2 separate regions of the Mus musculus genome follow, and region 1 is linked to region 2. The links are chromatin contacts, called in public promoter capture Hi-C maps. All regions are on one chromosome and are shown on one strand. Each heading gives the region's core, a stretch centred on a gene start, on an enhancer-like site or on the middle of the called end of the contact. The rest is flanking DNA. Distances are from core to core; before and after follow the strand shown. Region 1 holds the start of Suox (sulfite oxidase). Region 2 holds the start of Esyt1 (extended synaptotagmin-like protein 1).

The links. Capture Hi-C pulls out chosen DNA fragments and counts their contacts.
Region 1: a promoter capture Hi-C map of adipose tissue shows a contact between it and region 2. The contact joins the promoter of Suox here to the promoter of Esyt1 in region 2. A contact is called at or near these places in 2 of 39 promoter capture datasets (embryonic stem cells and neural stem cells), 1 of 15 datasets of contacts at CTCF or cohesin (large pre-B cells), 6 of 484 Hi-C or Micro-C datasets (B cells, the N1E-115 cell line, Th1 cells and 1 more), 8 of 115 datasets of contacts at active chromatin or transcription factors (bone marrow-derived macrophages, embryonic hindbrain, embryonic stem cells and 2 more) and 4 of 9 other capture datasets (adipose tissue, embryonic stem cells, liver and 1 more).

The regions. Positions count from the first base shown.
Region 1 is chr10:128,672,334-128,676,172 of GRCm38.p6, forward strand. Suox (sulfite oxidase) reads right to left here and starts at 1,585. Exons shown (of 4, transcript NM_173733.3): 1 at 1,519-1,585; 2 at 206-269. The coding sequence starts at 258. It also overlaps the pseudogene Gm6336.
Region 2 is chr10:128,524,535-128,528,436 of GRCm38.p6, forward strand. It overlaps Esyt1 (extended synaptotagmin-like protein 1), which reads right to left and starts at 1,325. Exons shown (of 31, transcript NM_011843.2): 1 at 930-1,325. The coding sequence starts at 1,289.

The sequences.
Region 1 (3,839 bases), core at 335-2,834, 150 kb after region 2:
AGTAGTGTGGTCAGTCACCTCTCCCTCATTAGTCACCAGTTTGCAATTGGAATTTGGTTTCTTCCGGATGGGTAGGACCAGCGAAATATGGCTTTCTCTTTCCTCCAATACTGTACTATATTATGTGTCAGATAAGATAAATATCTACCAGATAAGATAATTATGAGATAGGCTAGGAGATAAGTACTGGCTTGGGAAAACCTACCTGATGGCCTGTGGAAGCCTCACAACCACGGATCTGTATAGCTGCAGCAGCATCGTGGCAAGACCTACAACAAGAAGATAGATTCTAGGTTTCAAACCAAGAAAACCCCATGTTTGGGAGACCTGAGAGTGCATGGTCCAAATGTGTTCTTAAGAGTACACTTGGAGCACTTCAGAGACACACTGTGCCGAAAGGAATGGGGGTGGAGTGGGGATGGAAAGGTACAGAGGCTTCTAGAAAGAACAATGCCCCAGGCAAAGGGACTAAAGGACAGATTAGAGGTTTGCCAATTTTTTTTCTAATGATGCTGTGTATTGAACCTAAGGTCTTGAGAATATTATAACTCTACCACTGAGTCATATCCTCAGCCCCTATTTTATAATTACTTCTAAATTGAGACTGATGAAAACAGACAAGAGGTGGCTGCAACCTAATGGGGTGAAGGAGCCAGAATCCTGGAAGCAAACTGCCTGGGGTTTGCAAAACCAGGCCTTGTCATTAACCAGCTCCCATGGCAACACAGCGGGCCTCTCTGAACTTGTATCCTCATCTCTACCCAGAGGAACTGATACGAAGAGTAAACAAGTAATAACATTCACTCAGACCTTTCCTCTTTTCTCCCTCCACCCTTCTAAAATAAATACCCCATCTGAGAACTGAACCTCAATTCAGAGTCTCCACCCTGACCTCGTAGTCTATGGCATTCTAGTGATCTCAGCAAACTGAGCAGAGTCAATGGCCAGGGTGTCAGGGGATGGGCTAGAGAAGGAAGTTAATTTTTCTGCTCTCTGTCCTGCTGAGGTGTCTTCCTCACAACCTAGTGCCTCTCTGACCTAGGATGGTCAAAGTGGAGAGTAGTAAGAAGCCGCTGGTTGCTGAGATGCTAGGGATGGGACTCTTACAAATGGCGAAGGAAGATGGAAAAGGCGAATTTTTCTCCTCTTTACGCCTGGGCCACGGGGATCCCTACTCTTCCTGCCATCTACTCTTAATTTCAGCAACCTGCTTTTTACCAGCCCCGTTCCAGGTTTGGGAGGAGCGGCCTGCTAAATACCGAAATGCTACTCCGTGGTGCAAGAGTAGTCCTTACTCTCTGAGACACTTTAGGTAGGAGGGTGTGTCTGTCCAGAATTCGGACAGAACACCAGCCTGCGACCCCAGGAGCACACCGACATCATATATGGAGATACTGGTTCTTTTGCTACTGCTAAGATTTGGAGGTTGCTCCAAGTTACTCCAAGATTTGGCGGCACTGGCCGCCTTGGTCCCACCGTTGCCCTCCCTCCTTTCTCTCCCGGTCGCAGTCCCCTTACCCGGCTGGATGTCGGCAGCGGAACAATTTCACCCGCCCCGTGCAGGGCTAGAGCGGCCCAGAGCGGAGGGGCGGGGCGGGGCGGGGCTCGGCCGTGACGTGTACAGTTTGTGCAGGCGTCCTGACGCCCCTCGCCGGCTCCGCAGCTATTGGCCCCTAGCTTTGCAGCTGCTCTTGACGAGGACTGTCAACTGTCGCCCGGTCGCCGGGTCGCCGGGTCGCCGGGTCGCCGGGTCGCCGGGTCGCCGGGTCGCCGGGTCGCGGGGTTGCGAAGCTGGGGGGCGGGGCGTCGCCGGGTCCTGGATGGTACAGGCCTCTGCCTCCCGGGGACCGGGGTCACACACTGGTGACCAGAGCAGACCGCAGCTCCGTAGGGAATTGTGAGGCACAACTGATGCTCTGTATCTAGACAGTGGAAGGTGACAAGGCCTTGAAAGGTGGCCACGAGAATGGGGACCACATTCCCGGGGAAAACCCAGGGTTTTGTCCCGCGCCTCGGTAGTTCGGTGTTGCAACGTTGAGTCCTAGGGAAAGCAAGGCCAGGAATAACGGCAGAAATGATGCCCAAAATAGTGGCTCAACGATTCCCAGAGTGGATTTCTGAAGTGTGAAAACAGCAATACCGAAAAACCATGTTTTATTTGAGACAAGGTCTCACTATGTAGCTCTGGCTGGTCTGAATCTAGCTTTGTAGACCCTGCTGATCCGGAACTCCGGAGGTAGATTTGTCTGTCTCTGCCTCGAGTACCTCACTTAAAAGCATGCACCAAAGTCTGCGTGATGAATTTTTTAAAAAGCGTCTACTTAAACAAGAAAAAAGGGCAGTTTAACAAAAGTATAAACATTGTAGTCTTGTATATAAAAGGTAAAGGACAATGATAGAAAAATTTGCTATTACTCTTAATCATTTACTAGAGATTGAAATTTTGACATTCACTTTGGGCTCCGGGAACAAACATTCATAGACTGCCCTCTAGAGACCAGAGGGTTGAGCTACAGTCGCATCAACTTAGAACAAACTTTTACATCTGGAAGTTCATCTTTGTCCATTTATGTTTTTTGATTGTTTTTGGTTTTTGTTTTTTGAGGAATTGGGCTAAGAATCCTGAACAGGGAAGTGTACTCAGAAAAGGGGACGTGATAGTGAATAGGTGATATTGACTCTAACGTTTTTGGGAGTGGAAAGGTTTTCAGCCTTTGCAGATTATCATCCGAAAGGTTGGTTCTGTTTTTGTTTTTATTTTTTGAGGCAGGGTTTCTGTGTAGCCCTGACTGTCCTAGAACTTACTGTGTAGACTAGGATGGCCTGGAACTCACAGAGATCTGCCTGCCTCTGTCTCCAGAGTGCTGGGATTAATGTAAAGGGCACATCCAGGCCCTGTTGTTGAAAATAAAGTTTCAGTTGGTGTTACAGTGCCAGAGTATGATTCCAGCTGAGGCCGGCCATGATTGTACACAAAGACCCTGTCAAATATGTACTTGGTATGGTTTCTCCGTCCATCTACTAATGCACCACCTTTATTTTAGGGAGCTACTATCTCCTGTAGTGCAGATGGACCTCTACTTCCAGGTGTTGGGAATACTAGGTGTGTGCCACACACCTGGCTCAACCTCCACAGTCTCTTCATTGCACAGCTGGAGAGACTGAGGCACTGCTGACTTGACAAAGGCCCACAGATGGCAATTAGGACTGGCCTGGAAACTTAAGGGCTGCCTGACTCTAACTGGCTGGCTCTCTAAACATCCTTTCTCACTTAGAACCCTCGTGCCTACAATCAGTCTCTTATGTTTTCATTTTCTGTATTTCAGTCCTTTAGACTATGACAGATTGGAGGGCTTCAAGCAGAAATAAGAAACAGGTCTGGGCAGAAATGTTTCTTTTTGGGATAGAAGCTACTTGATCAATCAAAGTTAATTTAATAATTTTTTTTTTTTTGGAAATATGGTCTTGCTAAACTACTATTTAGGATGCCTTTAAACAAGTCTTACAGCTTCAGCCTTCCTAAATAGCCGACAAGTGTCACCATATCCAGCTGTTTCTTTTTTAAGATTTATTTTGTATGTATGAGTCATGTATATGTACCATGTGTGTACCTGGCACCTATGGAGGCCGGAAGATATCAGCTACCCTGGGTCTGGAGTTATTGATGGCTGTGAGCTGCCATGTGGGTGCTAGTATTGAATCCACATCTCTACAAATGCGACAAGTGCTTTAGACCACTGAGCCATCTCCCCAGCTATCTTTTTTTGTTGTTGTTGTTGGTTATCAGATAGTCTTTTATTGAAATATTTTCTTGTTGCTTCTTAACTAGCTGGGCACTC
Region 2 (3,902 bases), core at 75-2,574:
AGCAATAACAGTTGCTACTTAGGGCACATGAAACCGTTTCTTCTTCTTTTCTCTCCAGGGAATGGCAAGTGTGACTGGTGTCTGCCTCTCTCTACCTGTCACCTCTAAGTGAGAAGAGTAGGGAGGGTACCCCAAAGGGGTTGGTAACCCGCTCAGCTTAGCAAGGTCAGAGGGAGGCATCTTTTCAGCCCAGGAGACAGGGTATAGTAATGAGGGCCTGGGTCGGCTGAGCAAACGAGCGAGCGAAGGCTGCTCACAGTCCGGAAAAGGGTGGGGCCGCCCTGGGTACGAGTAAAAAGGAGCAGCGGGAACTACAGCTGCCGCACTACCCTCTTCCCAGAACCTCCTCCTCCCTTAGCCCAGCAGCCCGGCTGGCTTGAGGCTGGAAGGCGACCGCGATAGGTCATTTCCAGGTGCTGGGACTCAGCGGAACAATGCTTGCAGGGCTGGGTCTCAGCGGGTACCTAGAGACAAGGCAGGAAACGGAAAACCCTAATGCCCTGAAGTAGATAAAAAGCCTTGAAAGCGCTAGCAAAGGCGGGGGAACCTCTGAGCCATCGCGGGGTGGGGGGTGGAGGGATCCCCAGAGGCAGCGCGGCAAAGGCGCGAGTGGCACCAGAAGTCAGGAGGAGCGAGCATTCTACACGCTTGGCTGGGAGCGGCAGCTCAGATGTACTGCTGTAGTCCGAGGAGACGGAGGAAGAAGTCCCGATTCCGTGGAAGGATCCGCTCTGCGGCAAGGGTGGGCGGGGAGAGTGGGTGGCCGCGTCCAGGAGTGGTGCGTCCCAGCACACAAGCGCTAACGGGACGATGCAAAGTCTGGGGGCCCGCTGTCCTAGGTGGGGGAGCTGACTTTGTAGGGTGGGAGAGCCCCAAGTTGAGGGGCTAGGAAGAGCTATACTGCACCAAGGGCTGAAGTGGTAACTCACCCAGGCAGGTAGTTCCCGGTGGCTCATATAAAGCGTCTCTGCGGTGATCCGCTCCTCGTCATCCAGCAGCTGCCTCGCTGCCCTCAGGCTCCGTTCTTTCCCATCGCGGACCCGGCGCCAGCCCAAGTACAGGGCGAGGCCGAAAAGCACGAAACCTACGCTAAGACCCGCTGCCCCTGCCAGGTACACCGGCACCAGCACCAACAAGCGGCGCCCGAAGGAAGTCAGCACCGCCAGGGCCTCGCTCGCCGCACCTGGGCCGGCAGGTGGGACCCCGGAGCCCCCGTCCCGCGTGGAGTCCGTGGCAGGGGGCTGCCCTGACGGCTCGGGGCTGGCGCCCTCTTCAGGGGAGTGCTCCATGGGGCAGCTTCTGGGAGTGCCCGCCCGAGCAGCTGCAGGCAGCTCAGTGTCTGGTCCAGCTCCCCCCCAGTAATATATGGTGCTCCCCCCGGGACCTCAAGCCCCGCCCCGCCCCTGCCTGTTGGGGCAGCGCCGCGTAGACTTGGGAAGCTAGAGAGGACTTGGGATGGCAGGGCCTCCGTGATTGGACCAGAGGGTCAAGATGGGAGGGTTGGATGGCGGGAAAAGGGGGGGAAAGAAACCAAAAGACAGTATTTGACTGGTCACGGAGAGAACGGGGCGTAGCGTCCCACTTAAGAGGCGGGAGCAGCTGCTCCTCCCACGTGGGATTGGAGCGCCTGTGGAGTTACGTCATGCAGAGCCGCTACTCTAATTACTGAGTTCAGAGTGAGCTAGAGTTGAGGGTGTATCTCTCCACACGTTCAAATGGTTTGGCAGGGTTTGGTCTGAATCTTAAATATTCTTTGTCAACTTTCCCAGCGTTTGATACTCAGAGAACGTTCGTTTTTGCCTCTAAGAATATTCTTTGAGTTTTTACTGGCTGCCCTTGCGAAACGTTAGGGAAATTAGACCGATTTAGAACGAAAGTCTAGGATGACCGACCCTGTCTAGCGGCCCTGTCTGTGCTGTCCTCAGTCCCCCTATCTTGTCCGTGAAAAGGAACAAGTCAGCGACAGCTGGGGCGTGATGAACATTAGAGTTCTAATACTCCAGTCTTGAAGAAGTGGGGTGAGGGGAGGAGATCGGTAGATAAGTGAGATTTTGTTTCTTTTTAGAATCCAGAGTTAGTCATCTCTATCATAGAGGGCCGATTAAGATTATAGTCAGGGAGGGGCGGTGTTCAACGGCAGCAGTAATTATTACATTTTGCAATAGTTTCCTGATGCTGACCAAAATCAGGTCGGGGAGGAAAAGGTCTGTTTGACTTACACTTCCATATCATAGTCCATCATTGAAGGGAGTCCAGGCAGGAACTGAAACCGGGCTGGAACCTGGAGGCAAGAGCTGATGCAGAGGCCATGGGGGGCGGGGGACGGGGTGCTGCTCACTGGCTTGCTAAACCGGCTTTCTTTCTTTCTTTCTTTCTTTCTTTCTTTCTTTAAGATTTATTTATTATATGTAAGTACACTGTAGCTGTCTTCAGACACCCCAGAAGAGGGAGTCAGATCTTGTTACGGATGGTTGTGAGCCACCATGTGGTTGCTGGGATTTGAACTCCGGACCTTCGGAAGAGCAGTCGGGTGCTCTTACCCACTGAGCCATCTCACCAGCCCCCGGCTTTCTTATAGAACCTAGGACCAGCAGCCCAGGGATGGCCCCCGCCAACCATGGGCTGGGCCCTTCCCTATCAATTAAGGAAATGTTCTACATAGAGGTTTGCCTACAGATCTTATGGAGGCTTCGTCTCAATCAACGTTCCTTCCTCTCAGACGACCCTAGACTATGTCAAGTTGATATAAAACTAGCCAGCACCCTTGGGAACATCTAGGACACTAAAATGAAGAATTCTGACAGACGGGATGGTACATAGCTGTAATCCCAGCATTTTGGAGGCTAAGGCAGCCTGAGATAAATAGCAGAAACAAAATAAAACAAAACAAAAGGAGGCAGGGGTTGGGGGATACAGAAAGGAGGGGAGGAGGAAGGAACAGGCTAGGAAGACAGCTCTGTTTATATAGCCCAAGCATGACGACCTAAATTCATTCCCCAGCAACCACAAGCAAAAGGCCTTTGCTCCACAAGCTTAGTGACCTGAGTTTAGATCTCTGCCATCCCGTCTGTAAAATCCAGATATGGTAGCTCACTGCTAGCAAGACACACACTCTCTCTCTTTCTCTCTCTCTGTCTCTCTCTCTGTCTCTCTCTGTCTCTCTGTCTCTCTGTCTCTCTCTCTCTCTCTCTCTCTCTCTCTCAAAAGATTAAGTGGGGCTGGAGAGATGCTTCAGTGGTTAAGAGCACTGACTGCTCTTCCGAAGGTCCTGAGTTCAATTTCCAGCAACCACATGGTGGCTCACAACCACCTGTAATGGGATCCGATGCCCTCTTCTTCTATGTCTGAAGACAGTGACAGTGTACTCACATACATTAAACAAACAAACAAATAAATAAATCTATCTTACAAAAAAATTATAATAGAAGATTAAGTGGAGAGCTATAGAAATGGCTCAGTGGGTGAAGGCACTTGCCACCAAGCCTGAAGACCTAAGTTCAATGCCCCAGACATACATGGTGGAAGTGGAAAGCCAACTCCTGAGAGTTGTCAGGTTGTCCTCTGATCCACCCATGTTCCCTGTGATACACACAGCTTTTAAAAATATTATTTATTATTATTCATACGAGTACACTGTAGTTGTCTTCAGACACACACCAAAAGAATGCATCAGATCCCATTACAGATGGTTGTGAGCCACCATGTGATTGTTGGGAATTGAACTCAGGATCTCTGGAAGAGCAGCAGTCAGTGCTCTTAACCGCCGAGTCATCTCTCCAGCCCAATACATGCAACTTTAAAAGATGATTTCACTATGTAGACCAGTCTGGCTCTGTACTTAAGGAAATCCAACTACCTCTGCCTCCAAAGTGCTTACATTAAAATAAATGTATAAACAATCA